Linked DNA regions of Hordeum vulgare: regions 2 and 3 are each linked to region 1. A link is a contact called in public Hi-C data. All regions are on one chromosome and are shown on one strand. Each heading gives the region's core, a stretch centred on a gene start, on an enhancer-like site or on the middle of the called end of the contact. The rest is flanking DNA. Distances are from core to core; before and after follow the strand shown. Region 1 holds the start of LOC123449734 (protein CHAPERONE-LIKE PROTEIN OF POR1, chloroplastic). Region 2 holds the start of LOC123449732 (CSC1-like protein At4g35870). Region 3 holds the start of LOC123449728 (scarecrow-like protein 9).

The links. Hi-C and Micro-C count contacts between places; a contact is called where the count stands out from the background.
Region 2: a contact with region 1 is called in a Hi-C map of leaf, with 6 times the contacts expected there. The contact joins the promoter of LOC123449732 here to the promoter of LOC123449734 in region 1. A contact is called at or near these places in 2 of 6 Hi-C or Micro-C datasets (leaf and seedling) and 1 of 1 datasets of contacts at active chromatin or transcription factors (embryo).
Region 3: a contact with region 1 is called in a Hi-C map of seedling, with 3 times the contacts expected there. The contact joins the promoter of LOC123449728 here to the promoter of LOC123449734 in region 1. A contact is called at or near these places in 3 of 6 Hi-C or Micro-C datasets (leaf and seedling) and 1 of 1 datasets of contacts at active chromatin or transcription factors (embryo).

The regions. Positions count from the first base shown.
Region 1 is chr4H:583,437,316-583,441,265 of MorexV3_pseudomolecules_assembly, forward strand. It overlaps LOC123449734 (protein CHAPERONE-LIKE PROTEIN OF POR1, chloroplastic), which reads left to right and starts at 2,654. Exons shown (of 3, transcript XM_045127055.1): 1 at 2,654-3,135. The coding sequence starts at 2,821.
Region 2 is chr4H:583,138,708-583,142,117 of MorexV3_pseudomolecules_assembly, forward strand. It overlaps LOC123449732 (CSC1-like protein At4g35870), which reads right to left and starts at 1,442. Exons shown (of 3, transcript XR_006632043.1): 1 at 1-1,442.
Region 3 is chr4H:583,055,472-583,059,392 of MorexV3_pseudomolecules_assembly, forward strand. It overlaps LOC123449728 (scarecrow-like protein 9), which reads right to left and starts at 1,773. Exons shown (of 3, transcript XM_045127050.1): 1 at 585-1,773; 2 at 1-510. The coding sequence starts at 474. It overlaps LOC123449731, which reads right to left and starts at 3,311. Exons shown (of 5, transcript XM_045127052.1): 1 at 2,811-3,311; 2 at 2,648-2,719; 3 at 2,437-2,561; 4 at 2,279-2,351; 5 at 1,881-2,195. The coding sequence starts at 3,146. The coding sequence ends at 2,091. LOC123449730 (mitochondrial outer membrane protein porin 6-like) reads right to left here. Exons shown (of 7, transcript XM_045127051.1): 7 at 3,578-3,921. The coding sequence ends at 3,836.

The DNA.
Region 1 (3,950 bases), core at 1,404-3,903:
TACTATTTGTTACCACTCTTATTTGCATCTATCAATATATCCTTACTTTACACACGAGGGATTGACAACCCCTTCATGCATTGGGTTGCGAGGATTTTCTATTTGTGTGCAGGTGTTGCTTACATAGTCATGTGGATGTTCCTACTCAATTGATACATTGGTTTCATAACTGAAGGAAATAATTGTCGTCGTTGTGTTACATCACTCTTTAAGTTTGAAGGGAAATCAACGCATCAACGAGGAGTCAGTGTCCTCCCGTTAGAACCGGTTACAATGAGAAAAGGTCTCCTCACTTGTCTTCTCACATGCAACAACGATAAAATGATCCTTTGAGAAAGGGAATCATTAGCAATACACTAAAACAAAGAGGTTTCTCATAAAACTGGAAAGTGAAGTACATGAGTACATGTGCTCACGGAGGGTTGAGTTGGGTCAAAGATTTTGTTCTGCCAAATATTGCTAAAGAGTCTCCCATGTCAAACTTTTGTTGTTCAATGCTACAACATGGTCCAATATTAATGTTGTACCCTCACGTTGATGATTGCTATCTATGCCTTCTACACCACCTCATTAACGAGCACACACATCAAGCATGCCAAATATATGTCATCAAATATATCTATAACTATCTCCCCTGCACTAAAACTGTAGCAATAATGAGTATACGATATGTTGACAAAAATCTATTGTCGATAACACACCAACAAATCAAACTGATATAGCACACCAGAACCGAGTCGTGCTACTCACCTTCGCTCATTGCCATTGTCCAGGAATCTTCTCTGTCTGGCTGCTGCTCCACTCCTCCTTGGTTGCCTGGTCGCTGCCACAAAGCTTCACTCGTACCTAGATTAATTGCAACTGTAGGAATGCCAGATGCAATTAAGCATTAAAACAATTAAAGTGCATATATCAGTTCCTGTTGTGATGCATATAAAACATTGTATGTTTAACACTTGATCATATTAGTGTTATGCATTGTAATTGGCAAATAAACTCTTTGAGTCTGCCACAAAAGGTGAAAGACTTTGGTGCCGGTATAGCATTTCTGGAGCCGAAGAACACAACGAATTCACCTTCCCGCCTCAAGACCAGGTCAACAACAACTCTCCCGGCTCCTACTACACTGTGTCTGCTATGTTTAGCCCAACCACCACCGTGTGTCCCTCGGGATGGAGCAGCTTCCGCACCGCGTTCCCCATGAATTCGTCAAAATTGTATATCTTTTATGAATCCATGTTCTAGCTTCTCTAGAAAAACAAATTTTGTTACTAAGTTGTATGTTTTTATTTTATTTAAACAAGTGATCATCTCTCTTGTTTTTGTAAACACCATTACTCAGTTATTTTATTGGTGATATAACTAAACCTTTATGTAACAAGTGCTCCAGAGATTTATATTCAACACAACAACTTGCTGGTTCTACTTAAACTTAAAAGGAGAGGGAGAAATCAGGATTTGAGTCGTCACACAGTCAGAACAATGATATGATGAGACAAGAAAAATCAATTTATCTTTTCTGTGATATTTCATATGTGACTGGAAAAGTACCGCTTGATATTTCACAGTTTCATCATGGTCACGAATACGGCCTCGCCTGGGGATGCTTGGGCCTCGCACAACCATGAGGGCAGAACTTCTACAGAACGCAATCATTAATCGCTCGATCTCAATCGCTAGAAACATGTAGGGGGAGGGAGAAACACTCGTCACACTGTGTACTCGGCGAGAACTTGGCACAGAGAAACTGCTAAGAGAAGCTTCCTTGTCAGGACTACCGGAGCCCCTCATCTCTTCCCTCACGTGAAGGCTCACCCTCCATCTTCCTTAACGAGGAGTTCTACGGCTTCCGCCCACATCCGATGCTCATCGGCATGTCACCCTTGTGCTGGTGCGTGGATGCCTTCCGTGGCATCCTCCATCTATGGGCAGCACGAACGGTGAGTGTGTGAGCGGGGCGCTAGACGACGACCATCACCGCAACAGCGAGGATGGCCGGATGGGCACCGGGTCGCAAAGGGAGAGGATCCACGCCAATCCAATTTAGGATGGCACGAAGGAGGAGAAGGAAGAGTTGGGGAATAGGCTTGACGAAGGCAACAGCTGGGGTGGCTGAAGGTCGAGGTCGATGGAGGCAACATCAGCGGCTGCGACGGCCATCTAGGGGTACCCCATTGTGGGAGTATTGACTCCCTGGTTCAGGAAGAGAGGTGAGACCGTGAGGGAGAGAGGCTCCCGAGTAAAAAAAACGTGGTAGAGATAAATCGGTGAAGGTGAGGGCGACGTGAAAAAATAGATGGGACCGAGAAGGAGGCTAACAACGAACAAACAACGTACGGGTTGTACTTTTAAGAGTAGAGATGTAACAACTTGGTTTTCAAGTACCTCTAAATTTACTTGACTTTCAAAAAAGTGTGTACTTTCGTTCGGATATAAATATCTCGTTTCTATCATCAACAAAGACTAATGAACCATCTTTCATTTATCTTTTTTGTTTTTATTTTCCACTTCAAACAAAAAGAACATGAGAAAAAGGCTAGGCAAACTAGGAGTAATTATCAAGATAATACCTACAAAATCAATCTTTATCCAGATATAAAGCCGGCTTTTGAAGCTCATTATCTGCGTCCAAAAGGAAGCCGCATATCGTGTCCGAGAACCCCCGACCCGAAGCCGTAGAAATTGGCGGCCGGACGGCCAAATCACTCACCACCCACTAGAAAAAGGAAAAAAAAAAAATCAACGGTGGCATCCATCCGCGGACAGCAGAAGCCGACGCGCACAGCGCTACACCAGGCGAGCGCCAGCAGCCAGAGACAAATGGCCACGGCCCTCTCCCTCAGCGGCGCCGCCGCCGGCGCCGGCGGCTCCCTCCTCCGCAGGCGCCCCGCCTCCTCCACCGCGGCGCGGTGCTGCGCCGTGCCCCGCGGCAGCCCCCCCTCGCGCCGCCGGGCCCCGACGCGGCGCCTGGCCGCCTCGCGCGCGGACGACTCCTCGCCGGCGCCCTTCGAGATGACGGTCGAGGGCGCGCTCAAGCTGCTCGGGGTCGCCGAAGGCGCCTCCTTCGACGAGATCCTGCGCGCCAAGAAGGCCGTCGTCGCCTCCTGCAAGGACGACCCGGACGCCGTCGCCCAGGTCCCTCCCTCCCTCCCTCCCCAAAACTTCCCCTCCACTCCATCCATGCCGCCGCCCAGCCTTTCCGCGCTCGCTTCTTGCTCAAGCGAATCCCTTCGTTGAAAGGATGCTTTGATTGTCCCCACAAGCTGCTGATTTAGGAGGGGAAGCCGCCTCGATCAAATTTGTAATGCAAGAACGCCGATGTATGTTGTTACGTTTCAATATCCTGAAGCGAAAACATCAGGTTACAATCTACTTCTGTACATGGCGAAGAAAAGCGAAGACCTGATCATGATCAATTTGGGCAATTTCGTGCACAGTTGTTCCCATGTGACGAATCGAGGCTGTTAAAATACTCTACTTTTGGCATTCAGTGCGTTAGCTTGTAGTGGTAGCACCATTTGTATATCCATGGATGAGCCATGGTGGAGGCGATCATATACTCATACCATATCATGTGCTGTCAACTTTGGACCGGTGACTTGGCTTGGCCCGTAAGAAGGGGAGGAGTGTAAATTTCCGTTTCTTCAATTTCTTCATTTTGACAAGTTACCCCTGCCCGATTTTTCTACGCAACTTCGTGTGAATTTTTGTCCTTTGTAATAACCTTTCTTGTCCAAGTGAACTAGCTGTAATTTGTTCTTGTTTGCTTGTGCAAGTAGTCTTCTTGATAACTACTCTTGCTTGCGCCCATGCCCAATCTTTCAACTGTCCGTTTCAAGACAGAACCGGGACTCCTAAAAGAAACAACACGATCCTAAGTTGCTGGCAGCATCAATCATTGATGTTTTAACAGATTTGCTGGCACTCGGTATCCAACGCGTCCCTGATAC
Region 2 (3,410 bases), core at 192-2,691, 300 kb before region 1:
CGTTTTGCATTCCACTGAGTATTGACAAGGGTGAACTAAAGAACAGGAGCATTACGATGAGGCAGGTGTTGACAGCAATCCGGCGCAAGGCTAGTGAGGTCTTGTTCATCCCAAGATGATTCCAGTAGATATCTGATGCCGGTGGCGCCCTCTCCACTTTCCATCGGCTCCTCTCAAGCTGGAGCTCCATCACTGGGAAGAACCTGCCAATGGGTGTCTTCTTCCTTTCCATCCGGAAATCCCTAACAGCCTTGTTTGCCGTGTACACATCCTTGAACACAACGAAAGCTATGCCAGCACCAGGCGCACGGCCTTCCTTGTAATCCGAAAGCCTGCTCCCAATCACGAGTTTACTTGTCTGCAGCTTCCTTAGCCTCTCATCATCAGTAAACCCGAACCTCTGCGCGGCCATTGCCCACAGCTCTTTGCATCTCCTGACAAGCCAATGCGCTTCCAAGTGCCCTGATTCATCCTGCACAAACTCGTCAAACAGGCTGCGGGCGTCCATCCTTGCCTCCAGCCAGGAGATCTTGTTCCGAACCTTCCCCCACTGGTCGGCGAGGTACTCCAGCGTGCAGAGGTCGAAGGGCACAATGACGCGGTAGACCTTGCCGGGGTACTTGTGCTCGAAGTAGTCCTTGAGCGGGGTCTTGTCGGCGGCGAGCGTCCTGGGGATGCCCTGGATCATGATGGTGAAGACGGCGACGGAGCTGGAGTTGGGGTCGCTGGGGTTGCCGTTGCCGTCGCGGAAGCGGGTGATGCGGAGGGCGTCCTCCATCCGGGAGATGCCGAGGTGCGCGATGGCGACGACGGCGGCGGTGAGGAGGAGGTGGAGCCAGAGCAGCGGGGAGGCCCTGGGGATGTGGGAGATGGTGGTGGCGGCGAACTGGTCGGCGATGGCGGCGTCCCCGGCGAGCAGGTTGAGCGGGAGCGCGGCGGAGAAGGCGGCGGCGGAGACGGCGGCGAGGACGAGGAAGGAGGCGCGCTCGAAGAGGAGGAACTGGGCGGCGTCGGCGCCGCAGTGGAGCGCGATCTGCGGCGCCGTGGCGTGGTAGACGGCGAGCAGCTTGGCGGCGAGCGCGGAGGGCCCCGGGATGCGGCGGTGGTCGAAGCGGAGCTTGACGAGGAGGAAGAGGAGCACGCAGGAGGCGGCGCCCACCGCCGAGATGTTGACGAGGTACTGGATGCTCCCGTACCACGCCTCCGGCTCCCCGCCCGCGGCGTCCTCCGGGGACGGCGCGCCCGGTCCCATCGGGTGGGTCGCTCGACGGGGCCGCGGAAACCCTAGCCGGATTGCTCGCCGCCGGCGGTGGAGATGCCGCCTCCGTTGGTTCGTGGACGGGGGTGGGGGTCGGGGTGGGGCGGGGCTAGATCCCGACGGGAGGGGACGACGGGCTTGCTTACCCGTGCCGACCCTACCCGCGCCGTGGTTTGAGTCGCTGCCCGGTGGGGACGCTAGGGAGACGTGTTGTTTCCCTCTTTTGTGTTTTCCGGTACACCGTACACAATAGCCAGGTAAAAAATAACAATATAAGAACTTCGAGGTGAAGGACTCGCAAGCCGCAAGGTGACTAGGACTCGTGTTAGTTATGGCCCACTTGTTAGTCAGCTTAGCTTTATTTAATGATGATGATGATGCATTGTTAGAATCAAGGTTTGTTGTTGATAGGCCCCTCTTTGGTTCATAGGGTATAAAACAATAATAGAAATAGGAAAGTCATAAAAAACGAGATGTATGTATCTCAAATTCTATGGAGAGGATTAGGAAAGAAAATGCCCTTTAGTTCACATCACGAGATTTTTTTTTCATTTAGTCTAAGCTAATGTTTATTTTCCCTGTGAAATGTGGTAGGAAGAATTCCTCTATAAGAATACGATTCTATTCATATAAGCCAAAGGGCTCTAAAGGAATTTTTCCTACGGAAATCCTATCATATGAAATTTCTACAAGATTCCTTCAGACCAAAGGAGACCTAAAATTAGCAAGGTTTGTTAAAGTTTGCCTGGTTTTGCGGGATGTTTATACAATTTTAATAGAATGATTATCGCATGTAATGATAACACAAAAAATAAGATACATTTGTAGTTTGGCACCAGCAGTTAATCAATATTGGCTAAAACCTGAACCTATTATTGCATCGGTAGGAGCTCATTGAAACCATATATTATGTCATAATAAAACCTAACAAGTGTAGACAGTTACAATGCTTGGCTCTAGAGGTGACACGGATGCTTGAAGTGTTTGGTGTCCAAATAATGTGATTTCAATGATATCCCTTTTGCATGTTGTGCACTCTAGGTATATGTTCTCGCAAACTTTCCCAACTAATAATATGAACAACTAACTAGGTATCTTTTTTATCAAGTAGCACAACATTTTGGTTGTTGTCAAATTGTCCTTTAGAAAGGATTTCAATATAGCAATAGATATTATCTCGTAAACGGTATATATGCCAAGACAACTATTTTTACAAATGTAAATGCGGTAAGGTTCATGGAAAAAATGTGTGCCTTATGTGGGTGTGTTAGGGAACCTAACAATAGAAAGGAACATTAAAACTCATGTGTTACATGCTTTACAAAGATTTTATATATGCTTTACGCTTCTTAATTTTAATATTTTTGCTTTGAAAGGTTGTGTCACTCATTCTCTAGTCCATAGTTCTTTAGAGACATACTCCCTCCATTCAAAAATACTTGTTGCACAAATGAATACAAATGAATGTATCTAGAACTAAAATACACCTAGATTCTGGGTCCTGGTGTGATCCGAACGTTTCGCGAACCGCGGGGTCCGGTTACGGGGAACTCGTCAAAATATGCAGTTTTGGCCTATTCTGGCCATTTTTGTATGCTATTACTCACTCATTTGGGGTCCTGCTGCGATCCGAACGTTTCGGGAACCCTGGGATCCGGTTACGGGGAACTCGTCAAAACTCGTAGTTTTGGCTTATTCCAACAAGTTTTGTACGGTATTAGTCACTGATCTTGGGTCCTGCTGCGGTCCTAATGTTTCGGGAACCCTCGGGTCCGGTTACGGGGAACTCATCAAGATACGCAGTTTTGGCCTATTCTGGCCAGTTTTGTATGCTATTACTCACTGATTTTGGGTCCTGATGCGATCCAAACGTATCGGGAACCCTGGGTTCCGGTAACGGGGAACTCGTCAAAACTCACAGTTTTGGCCTATTCCGGCTAGTTTTGTATGCTATTACTCACTCATTTTGGGTCCTGCCGCGATGCGAACGTTTCGGGAACCCCAAGGTTCGGTTACGAGGAACTCAACAAAACTCACAGTTTGGGCCTATTCCGGCCAGTTTTGTATGCTATTACTCACTAATTTTGGGTCCTGCTGCGATCCGAATGTTTGGGGAACCCCGGGGTCCTCTTTCGGAGAACTCGTCAAAACT
Region 3 (3,921 bases), core at 523-3,022, 380 kb before region 1:
CTTCTTGCTACTGCTCCCGGTCTCGTTGTCCATGGAACTGCACATTTGATCGAAGTCGAACACCTCGCAGGCACGAGCTCCGACGGATCCGTTCGTCCTACTGGCATCAGCCTCCACCTCGTCGCTCCGGTCCTCGCGGCCGCTGCCACTTTTCTCTTTCGGCTGGTCCTGCGCACCGGTGGTCGTCAGCTCACAGTTCGTGGGCAAGAACTTCTTGGCCTCTTCCATGCCCTTGAGGAAAGCAGTGCTGAAGATGTGAGTGTTGTCCTCTCCATTGGCGAGCAACAGCAAGCTGCGGACCTCATCAACGCCCTTGAACTTGAAGGTGGCCGGGCTGGGAGAGTGCACGTCGCTGGCCAAGGCGCTCCCTTTGGATGCATGCGTGCTGGAGGAGAGGATTTGGGCAAAGGGACGCTGGGCTTTGAGGAGCGCCGGGTTATCTTGGTCAACGTCGTCATCCTCCTCCTCCTCCATGAGGATTTGTGCGATGTATGGGAGTGCCAGGTGATCCTGCACGGGAAACCGGTTGCTGTCATCGTGGGCGGGAGCAGCAGCAATGGTGATGGCAATGGCAAAGCTCTTACTGGAATGAATGGAAGGGAATCATGGTGTGTAATGTTGCTCTGGTAATTAAGCTTCTCCCCTTGGAATCACCGAATTGTCTCCAACCAGAAAGAACAAAAGTGAAATTGTTTTCCTGATCATCTAGGTGTGATGTGACATCCTTGTACACGAGAATTACATCGAAAACAAATTGATATTTTTAAAAATAAAGAAGGAAAACACACATGTACATGTTCGAGTACTATTTGCATTTGCAAATTTTTGTGCAGTGCAAAAATTATAAAATGATGAAGGCTAACATAATAGCTTTTTTGCACGGAATTTATTTTATAATTGAACTTAATACCCAAATATGTACATGTGTTCAATTTTTGTGAAACTTTTTAAGTTTGCGAACAGACTTTTTTAGAGGGCATAGGTGAGATCAGATGCCAAAACACTGCACTAAGCATGACGTGTTTTACTCTGCTTCTGATGTTTGGCAAAATGAAAGCGCAGCATACATTGACACATATGACTCACTAGTCCCGAGTCCTTAGCTACAATTCAAATTGTATCTCAGTTACACGCATACATAGTTACATCTACTACTTTGTTGAACTTGAATCTTGAAGGATAAAAGTAGTGCATAAACATAATTGTTTAAGTGGAAGCTTAGAAATTATGCTGATATGTCAAAAGAGTAAATAATATGCTGGGAGAGGCCAAAATATACCTAGTTAAAATCTTGAAGATGCTATAGTTTGTAATAAACTTACTGTCTAGAATTGTTTTAACCATGTTAGGGATGAACCATCCACATTCAGACATAATGGCAAATATAGCTAACTACCAGGTATAGAAGAGTACCAGATCAATCCCAGTAGGATAAAAACCATCAACAGTTCAACACCATCGACAGGCATAATCAAATCTCAAGGGCACCAGTTAGCCAAGGAGATGCTTTCATCCAGTCTGCATCCCATCTGATCAATGTATACTACCATCTTCTCATCCATTTCTGGCTCAAACTTTAAACTAAACGATCCTGGCAAGCAACAGGAAGCACTGTCGACGGTGGAAAAGACGCCGTCCAAGGTTAAAAAGCGCAGGCTCTGCTACGGCGGCACAGGCGTGGTTCCACTCCCAGAGCTGGCCGAGACCCTGTCCAGCCTAGCGGCCAGGGCAAAAAAATGGCGAACTGCTGCAGGAGTGGATGCGTAGATTTATTATACAGAAACAAAAGTAACAGCAGCTTATATCTCTGTTACTTTTGTTTCTGTTTACGCAAACCCCCTCATGGTTTTAATAAGAAAGATCATACACACTGTAATCCATGGCTCCGGAAAGAAATTATGTTGTGATGCATACCTGCACGTATGTAAGTTGGGATATACAGTAGTTTTCGTGACAGTGCTACTAGCTAACAAAGACCAGGAGGAGCTGTGGGAGAGATGATTTTTTACTTCTTCTAAGCAAGCAAGCACAGAGAATGACAGAAACAGAACCCAAACTGAATTAACAGCGGGCAGACACGCACGAGCTAATTAAAAGCTGAGGCCGAGCTGCAGCCCAAACGCGGCGTGGAAGAGGAAGAGCGTCATGATGCTGCTGCCGAGCAGGCCGTGCGCGCCTCTCAGCCCAGGGTTCCCCTGACAAAAGCAGCATCACATCACAGGTTATCTATCTATCGGCGTGAGCCATTGCCATGCAGGAGTTTCAAACTGGCAGTTACCTCGAACAATGTTGGCAGGAGCGACTGCACGGTCAGGAGCGCAAGGCCGATGACCCCGGTGACCGCGTGAGGGCTGCAGATCAAAGCCATTCCAACAGGTGAAGCCAAGCTGTGGTTCTGAATTGTGAGGGGTGTGTGCACGCCACGCATGTATGTACCTTTCGAAGATGGGTTTGCCGGAGGTGAGGAGGGCGGTGACCCCGCCGGTGGCGCCGAGGGCGAAGAAGAAGAACATGCCGCCCAGGAGCTTGGGGTGGAGGTCCTTGGCCTTGGCCTTCTCCTCCTGCATTTTGTTGGCGCAGGTGTGTCAGGCTCATATTACAAGTGCTGGTGATTTGATTGTTAAGCATGTCACTCATGTATGCTTACGGGGTCGTCGGAGAGCTTGATCCTGAACCCCAGGTACGTCCCGTACCCACCCATTGCGAACAGCACCACGGCCTGGAACAAGCAAAAAAAGCAGAGCGGGTGGTGATGAAGGATCTAGTATGAATTATAATACTAGATTTCTGTGGTGAGGATTTATAATTACCATGTTGCCGGGGTGGCCCCAGTGCACGAGCCAGTCGGGGAGGCTGAATGTCCTGACCAGCTCCACGAAGGGCTCGAACGCCGCGGTGATGGGCTCCGCCCCGGGCAGCAGCGCCGCCAGCAGCAGCGGGTACGGCGCCAGCGAGTAGAGCCGCGTCGTCGGCGTCCTCGTCTCGCCCTCGCCGACCACCACGGACAGCCCCTCCCGCGGCGTCTCAGCGGCCGTGGCCTGCGGGGCGGGCAATGCCGCCCGGCGCGTCGGCGCACGACGAGGACTCAACGGCGACGCACGCGGGCGGAGGACGAGGGAGCTGCTCGCCATTGTCATGGTCCCCATCGCCGTGGCTCTCGTGCTGCTGCCGAAACCTCTGAGGAGACGTCGAGGGTTTTAGCCACCAGTTGGGTGACGATGGGTAGGAGGATAGAGTTGGGGTCGAGGAGAAGGCGGGAGCGTGGAGATAGCCGGGCCAAGTGACGCGAGGAGGCCACGCGCATACCCACCCCACCCCACGTACCCTTGGTAGTAGGTGAGGTGACACACAGGACAAAGTCACGGGGAACCCATGATTTGCTTTGCCACAGGAAAAGAGAGATCTCGTCCTCGGTCCCTACACTCCCAGCGACAGCTGAACCAACACCATCAGAGAAATGCAGGCTTAAAAACGATATCAATCTAACAATCACTAACACCCTAAGCATGTCGACGCGACAAATTTTCGAGTAAACGTTAGCAATTCATCGCGTGGAGCAGCCGAAGCGTATGCCTAAAATACAAAACCTCTGTATATTTCCAGTTCCCGGCCAATAACTTCGCAGGCCGGCAGGCAGGCTAATCGGAGAAATCCCGCAAAAATGAGCCCAGCTCCTAGACAAGGTTTCCGTGGGCCAATACCAATAACCGTTGTAACCCCAAAAAAAAACAAAAAACAGAGACCAGAAAGAATCATCGGTCGGACATATACGAGCATCGTGCGTAACGCTGGCGCTGTTGTACAGGGAGGGGAGGAGGCGCGGGCCGACCGGCGATCAGGGGCTGAGGGCCACGGCCACGCCGAACCTTGCCGGCGAGCTCACCACCTTGGGGTCGTACTCGGCCGACAGCGTCACGTACG